Linked DNA regions of Gossypium arboreum: region 2 is linked to region 1. The links are chromatin contacts, called in public Hi-C maps. All regions are on one chromosome and are shown on one strand. The core of a region is the stretch at or near the end of the contact, and the rest is flanking DNA. Distances in the headings are between cores, read along the strand shown. Region 1 holds the start of LOC108467716 (ATP synthase subunit delta', mitochondrial-like). Region 2 holds the start of LOC108469421 (acyl-CoA--sterol O-acyltransferase 1-like).

Region 1 (3,163 bases), core at 537-3,036:
TTTCTTATCAATATATGTTCCTGGACAACATTGAAATCCAATGTAAGTGTCAACAAATGCAATTGTAGAAAGGGTGAGGGGAAGCAGACATGAAATAGTACGATGAAAATGAATCTACAAATGGCTAGACATCCATAAAAATTATGGATGCCCCATGGTTCTATGACATGAACTGTTTTGAGTAAAGGTAAGATCACAGAAACATGTTAGCCAAAAACATGGCCTCCACAGTGTAATCACATCGGTCAGACAAAACCCCAAAAGAAAGCATCTAACATGAAGTGCAATAAACCTACTATATCAATGCCCTAAAACAGTTCCAAGCAGAAAACAGAGTAAAATGGTGATGAATGTTGTCCCGAAATCTCCGAAAAGAACAACATAGTTAGATTATCTAGTTTAACAATAAAAAATATAGCAGAGAACAAGTAATTCCCATTACACATATTCAGTGATGAACACAAGGAAGCATGGCTAAGAAGAATATATTCTAATTGCCAAATCAAATAACAATATGCAGGCAAAATAGTAATGATAAGGAAGAGCAAAGCAAAGCAAACCTTCAATGGCCTCTCTGGGTGTCTTAAAGCCTAACCCAATGCTTTTCCAGAAGCGATTCCCGCCCTTTCCAGGTCTCTTTCCTTTCCCAGTTTTTTTAGAGCTGATAGAGGTATTAGAAGGTCTGAGTAAGATGAATTAGCAACAAAGTAAAACATATATAACAATGGAAGAAGCTAGTTCACCTTAAAAACACCTTGGGTTGTTTGAGAAATGCTTTCTCCGTCTAATATACAATAAAAAGAAAGATCAAAGCAGTTTCAAAACATAAAAATGAGACAGATAAAAGGCAGCGAAAGAGGAATCTGGACCTGTTCCGCCATGGCTGAGGATTGAAAGGACTACCCGATACTCTGCAAAGACACAGCACAAAAACCCTAATGGCAGGAGGCTGCAACGCAACCGTCCACTTTATATATGCATATGGGCTTTCATTTGCAAATTTCAGTTCTCTGCTTATGGGCTATTATTGGGTCGAGTTACAAATAGTCATCGTGTGGGTTGCCTATTTTCAGCCCACTTGGGGAACTATAAGGAATCCATCAATCTTGTCTTTACCTTTATTTCTTAATGAGCCAATACAACTTTTTAGTCTTGCAATTCAATCCAACTTGGATTTTTTCAAGAATTGATGATGTGGCAGTACGAGATTGTGCCATGTCATCTCTTAAATTTTTTTAAAAAAAAAATGTTATTAAATTTTTTAAGTAATAATATAGTACTGTATTAAAATGTCACATCGTCAAATTATTTATATTTTCCAAGTTCAAGAGGATATTGATATCAAAGTGGCCCTAAATGTCAAGTTCAAGGATTAAATTTCCAGAAAAATTATCAAATTATTCACACTAATCATATTTAAATTAGGATAAAGAATTTAAATTGATCTCAAACTTTAAAATTTTCTAAATAAAATTTTAAAGTATCGATATATATCAATAAATTTTTTCATTTATTTACCGATAAATTTACATATTAAACCGAATATTAATTCCTAAACACGTATGTAATTGTCGATTTACATGTTTGGTTATAACATATTTAAAAAGAAACAGATCACACTTTTATTGATTCTTTTTTTTTTAATATGTCAAAAAAAAAAAAAACAGTACGTGGGATAAATATATATAAATTTGAGTAAATAGTGACGGTCCATGGAATAAAATATATAAAGCCCAAATATTTGGGCTGAGGGTTCCTATAAGCCCAGAATCAATAAGTCCAAAAGGGGGATATTTGAGCGGAGTGGAATTGAGATTCTGCTCTCCATTTTTCAGATCACATCACAATACTGTGTTAGAGAAAAGAGTGAATAAAGAGAGTGAAAGACCCTCACACTCCCAGTCTCCGACCTTGCGAGAGCCGAGCGACCCCTCCCAGAATGCTGCGTCGAGCATTGGGGCTCTTGCCCCGACCCATAGCAGCTGCAAGGGCTCGATCCTTTTCCACCGATCTGCCCGCCGCTCACACTGCCGATGCCACCTTCATGGAGGCCTGGAACAAAGTCATGCCCAACATGGATCCTCCTAAGACCCCTCTATCTTTCATGCACCCTCGCCCGCCTACCCCTTCCTCCATTCCTCCCAAACTCACTGTCAATTTCGTTCTTCCTTATGCTTCTGAGTTGTCCACCAAAGAGGTAACATTTCGGTTCCTTTATTTCCAATCGTTCTGATTTCTAGTTAGGGCATTTTCAATTTGTCTTTAATGCTGAAGGTTAGTAAGGTTGGACATAGAAAATGCTGCTAGGCTAAGGCTATTTTTTTTTTTTGTTTTTGGGGTCAACAGAATGCCAGTGGTGATAAACCCAATTTTGAATATTTTACCTTATAAAGCTCCTATAGGTATATATTAGTGATGATGAAACCATGCAATGCATCTCTATTCCTTACATTGGTTACATATTTCTGAACCTAAAGTTGTTGCAGTATTGCTCTCAATTTAGAGTTTATTATTCTCCAACTTTTTAACTTCACGGTCTTCTTCACATTCCCTTGGCTGATGATGGATGCTAGACTTTCCAGAAAGTCATTTCTGGATGCCTCATACCTTGCACCAGTGCACCATTTGTCCCAAAAAAAAAAAACTTTTAAATGGGTTTTTAGTATATGTCAAGTCTTGGTTGTCCAAGCCACTTTAACTACCCCTTTTAGATGTAGGAGTTAAAGTCGTATAACATGCTTGTTCAGTTGTAACTTCATTAAAAATGGTTATTAGAAAATGTGGTAATGTTGATAATGGCCGTTACAAAGAGAGTGAGGGGTTGTGTTTTGATTGACATCTGCTTTGTACTTATGAACTGCATTTCGTAACTTTGTCCTTAAGTATAAACAGCGTATTTTGTTTGGACTTTTTAAAGCTGGATTTACTTTAGCCAGATAATTGTAAGTAATTCTGAGGCAACAACAATAAAAAGATCCAGTATTTGGTGCAATGTTATTAGAATGATGCCTATTTGTTAACATATTAGTTCCTTAATATTCCTAAATATGTTACGGATTTCTGATTTTAGTTTTTTTGTTTTGTCAAGACATTCTGCCATTGAATGGAACCCCTTATAAGTTGTACAAAGATAGTTATTTTCAGCCTTATGATTACAGATTGA
Region 2 (3,645 bases), core at 568-3,067, 130 kb before region 1:
AGATATCTATGTTATGTGTGTTTGTTAAGAAAATCTTATTGTATATTCTATAATAATATATATATATATATATATATATATATATATATATATATAGATTTTAGATACATATTCATTAATTGTGTTAACCTCACGAGTTAATTAGACACCAATTCAATTGAGAAATAATTTAAAAAATAAATATTTTATTATGATGGTATTTTTAATACAATAAATCTACAAAAGATGAAACTTAAATTTGAGATAAACATCAATATCAAAATCTCAATTTTACTATTTCAATTACCCTTTTATGAATTAGTCAAAGTTTTATTATCAATATATATATATATTTATAATTTTAAACATGATTCAAAATCCAAGCTTTACATTATTCTTATATCAAGCATATATTACTCCCTTAACAAAAGTCAGACCAAACAAACACCCAACTTGAGGTTAAAACTTATTATTATTTATTATTGAATACATAAAAATAAATTATTAGAAACTTGATTTTTTTAAAATGTATAAATACAATTAAAAATAATATATTATAATCTTAAATATCATTTGTATAAAATAATAATAGAAATAGAAATATTAAAATTGTAAGACCAACAATGTGGAGGGCTAATCTTTGGATATCAGAAGTGATAAAAGATGTGGTTTAAGACTTTTTCACAAGAACTTTTCAACAACGCTCCAATTTCAGCGTACTCTTCAAACGCTCTAACATCCAACTTTGATCGCGTGAACTGTGGAATGAACAGCCAAATGCCCGTGCCCAACACGAACCCAACTGTCAACGGTCCCGTTACTATCCACGGTAACCGACACTTCCCACTTAATGCCTTCTTCAAACCAATCTCAAGTGTTAAACAAATTCCATGGAAAATAAAAAACCAGGTCACTTCCCCTGTGGGATTCACGCGCCTCAGGTAGTAAAACACTAGCTCGTGCATCACACCCGATACTACAAACGTTGACAAAACCGACGGTACCGGGGCCCACTTTCTGCCAATCACAGCTGACGAAAATCTTAGGGTAGGTTCGTATACGGTAGGGCGCATGATACTAGCCACCATGAGGTTCCACCTTTTGCCCCAAAAGTCTTGGAGTGAAGTTGAAAGGAAGGGTTCATTGAACTGTGGCTCCAGCTCCACCCCATAAAAGGATCGAACCATGGCTGCCCCTATAGCCAAGAAGATTTCAAGGAAGAAATATATGTGCAAAGCGTAGAGGAGCTTGATAATATTGGGATGTATGTATTCAATGAAGTTATAGGACCATAGTATAATGGCCAAAAGCAAACCCTTAATAACATAGTTGACAGTAAATTTTCCTAGTGATTTTGATGATGGGTTTTCCTTAATTGGATCTTGTTGAATCTTGATAGGTAGGCAAGCCAGAGCCATAAAAAGTGGGAGAGAAATACGTGTGTTTAAAGGACCCTTGTCGAAAGCAAATAATAAGAGCTTGAAGTTACCAAGCCAAGCAATGAAAAAGGCTGTTAGACCCCCAAAATGGGGCGAGTATAGATTGAGAGGGAGGTAGAGAAATAGGCAGACAATGGGGAGTAGGAAAATGAGTCTTTTGGGACCTTTTGGAACCATCTTACCCATGGCATGGCAATAACTTAGAGATGTGAAAACTGCTAACCATACCTTGATGAAGCTGTTCATCTCCTCTCCCAACATATTTCTTCTCTATGTATTGCTTTAATCCACTTGTTGTATTGGGAAATATGGAGTGAAATATGTGAAGTTGACTTGCTAGATGTTTCAAGTATACCTAGATAGCAGATGAGCAGAGTTCGATTATTTATTTTTATTGGTTAGATCTGATGCCTCGGCTAAAATTAAATATGTTATACACTGCTGGGTTAGGTAAGTAGAAATTTCTCTTTGGAAAAAAAGGAATTTTATTTTTCATCCTCCACATTGATTAGGATGGAAAACATAAAAGAATAATTTATGCATGATGCAGCCGGTTGACTTGAATTTTATTTTTTTTTTTTTTCTTTTTTTAGATAAAAATTATTAAGAACAAACCATATCCATGACGCACACCACCACAAGACTCAACATCTGTCGACTTCATATATATTTGACTCAACATCACAACCATCTCTAATACGAAAGGTAGGGTTTGTTTTGTCTTAGAAAAGACAAAGTCATAAGTTTTAAACAATGTCAATACTATCATTATCATCTAACCAATTTTGTTCATATTGTTGTACTCATATTAGACGATCCCATCAACGGTACTTGGCGATATCATCTCACTATCCTTTCATCTCGTTGGACCTCGCCAAACCACCTCTGGAACTCACCAACAACTTTCGTCAATTAAAGCTCGCGATCCTGCTACCTTGTCAAACCACTTACAAGCTAAGACCAAAAATTAAGACTAGATCTCACCAACCAAGATCATGGAATGTCTACCTCGAAATTCCACAGTAAAGCGAGCTCATGTCGAGGGATCATACTTGACAAAGATAGTTTGATCAAGACACTTACTATAGTCTTTCTTTATCTTGACTGATACTTTCTCTTTTCTCCTCTCTATCACCATACTCGACCACTTACAGCTCTCTATCATTATTTTCAGAACTGGATCAGCTAGCTAGATCGAGAATCAGTCGAGGTATCAATCTGGAAATAGAGGTTTGGATTGGTTGATTTGCGAAACGATTGAATCGAGCTAAAAAATCAGTTGAACCATATTTATCTTTTTTATGATTTTTTTTAATAATTTATTTAATTGAACCAGACAACATGGTCAAACAAATTAGATTGAGAATTGGTGATTTGACCACCAGTTCGATTATGATTTTTTAATAAGCTATTTAATTGAATCAAATAAACTGGTTAAAATAATCAAACAATTGGACTAAGAATCGGTGGTCTAACAAGTTTGACGACCACTCCAATTATGAAAACCTTGCTCTCCGCCCATGAAAAGTAAGTCGTCCTTAAATCTCTAAACCCAAATCTTATATCAATAGTTGGTGCGATGAACATAAACTAACTCCCAACCTCTAGAATCAGTCGAAATGGAACTTCCCAATGAAAGCCCTCCCAAATGCTGTGATCACTCGTGTCAATTCACAATGAATCTAGATCTAAAGTAGGATAGTTTCTTTTCCTCTTTCTTTATTTGGTAGCACCATAAGTGTTGTGTAGTCACACTAAATAAGGTATGAGTATATGTATATTGTGTGAGCTTCACATATTGGCTAGCTCTATGTATATATATTTACGAACTATGTGTACATATACACCTAACTTAATACAACTCTTAAATGCACAAACATGTTTGCATGATCATGAGCTCCCTAGCTCTAATATATATCAACCAGAGTATTTTCGCTAGTTGTTGGGCAAACCCTAGTATATGTGATCTCCTTATGTGAGTCTTGAGCATAGAAACGATATTATGCAAGCTAAATGATAGCTCCATATAGTATTGTCTCCACCATGTGAACTATATATGTGCATATAAAATAAAACCCTTGTCATAGTGGAATTAGCAACATTCTTCACTAATAGGCGTTCACAGTGAGTGGTCGAACGTTATTTAACCTTTTTAGACATATGTGAATAAAATATTAATTAATATATTACAGATAATTACTGATATCTTCCAAAAGTTTGGTAAGAG

What was found. A called contact is a pair of places that touch in the nucleus more often than the background predicts.
Region 2: a Hi-C map of leaf shows a contact between it and region 1, with 2.6 times the contacts expected there. The contact joins the promoter of LOC108469421 here to the promoter of LOC108467716 in region 1. A contact is called at or near these places in 2 of 5 Hi-C or Micro-C datasets (both in leaf).

Annotation. Positions count from the first base shown.
Region 1 is chr8:132,808,357-132,811,519 of ASM2569848v2, reverse strand. LOC108467716 (ATP synthase subunit delta', mitochondrial-like) reads left to right here and starts at 1,786. Exons shown (of 2, transcript XM_017768461.2): 1 at 1,786-2,197. The coding sequence starts at 1,940. It overlaps LOC108467860 (40S ribosomal protein S11), which reads right to left and starts at 984. Exons shown (of 6, transcript XM_017768673.2): 1 at 870-984; 2 at 744-784; 3 at 561-661; 4 at 1-20. The coding sequence starts at 881.
Region 2 is chr8:132,937,174-132,940,818 of ASM2569848v2, reverse strand. It overlaps LOC108469421 (acyl-CoA--sterol O-acyltransferase 1-like), which reads right to left and starts at 1,817. Exons shown (of 1, transcript XM_017770306.2): 1 at 456-1,817. The coding sequence starts at 1,679. The coding sequence ends at 627.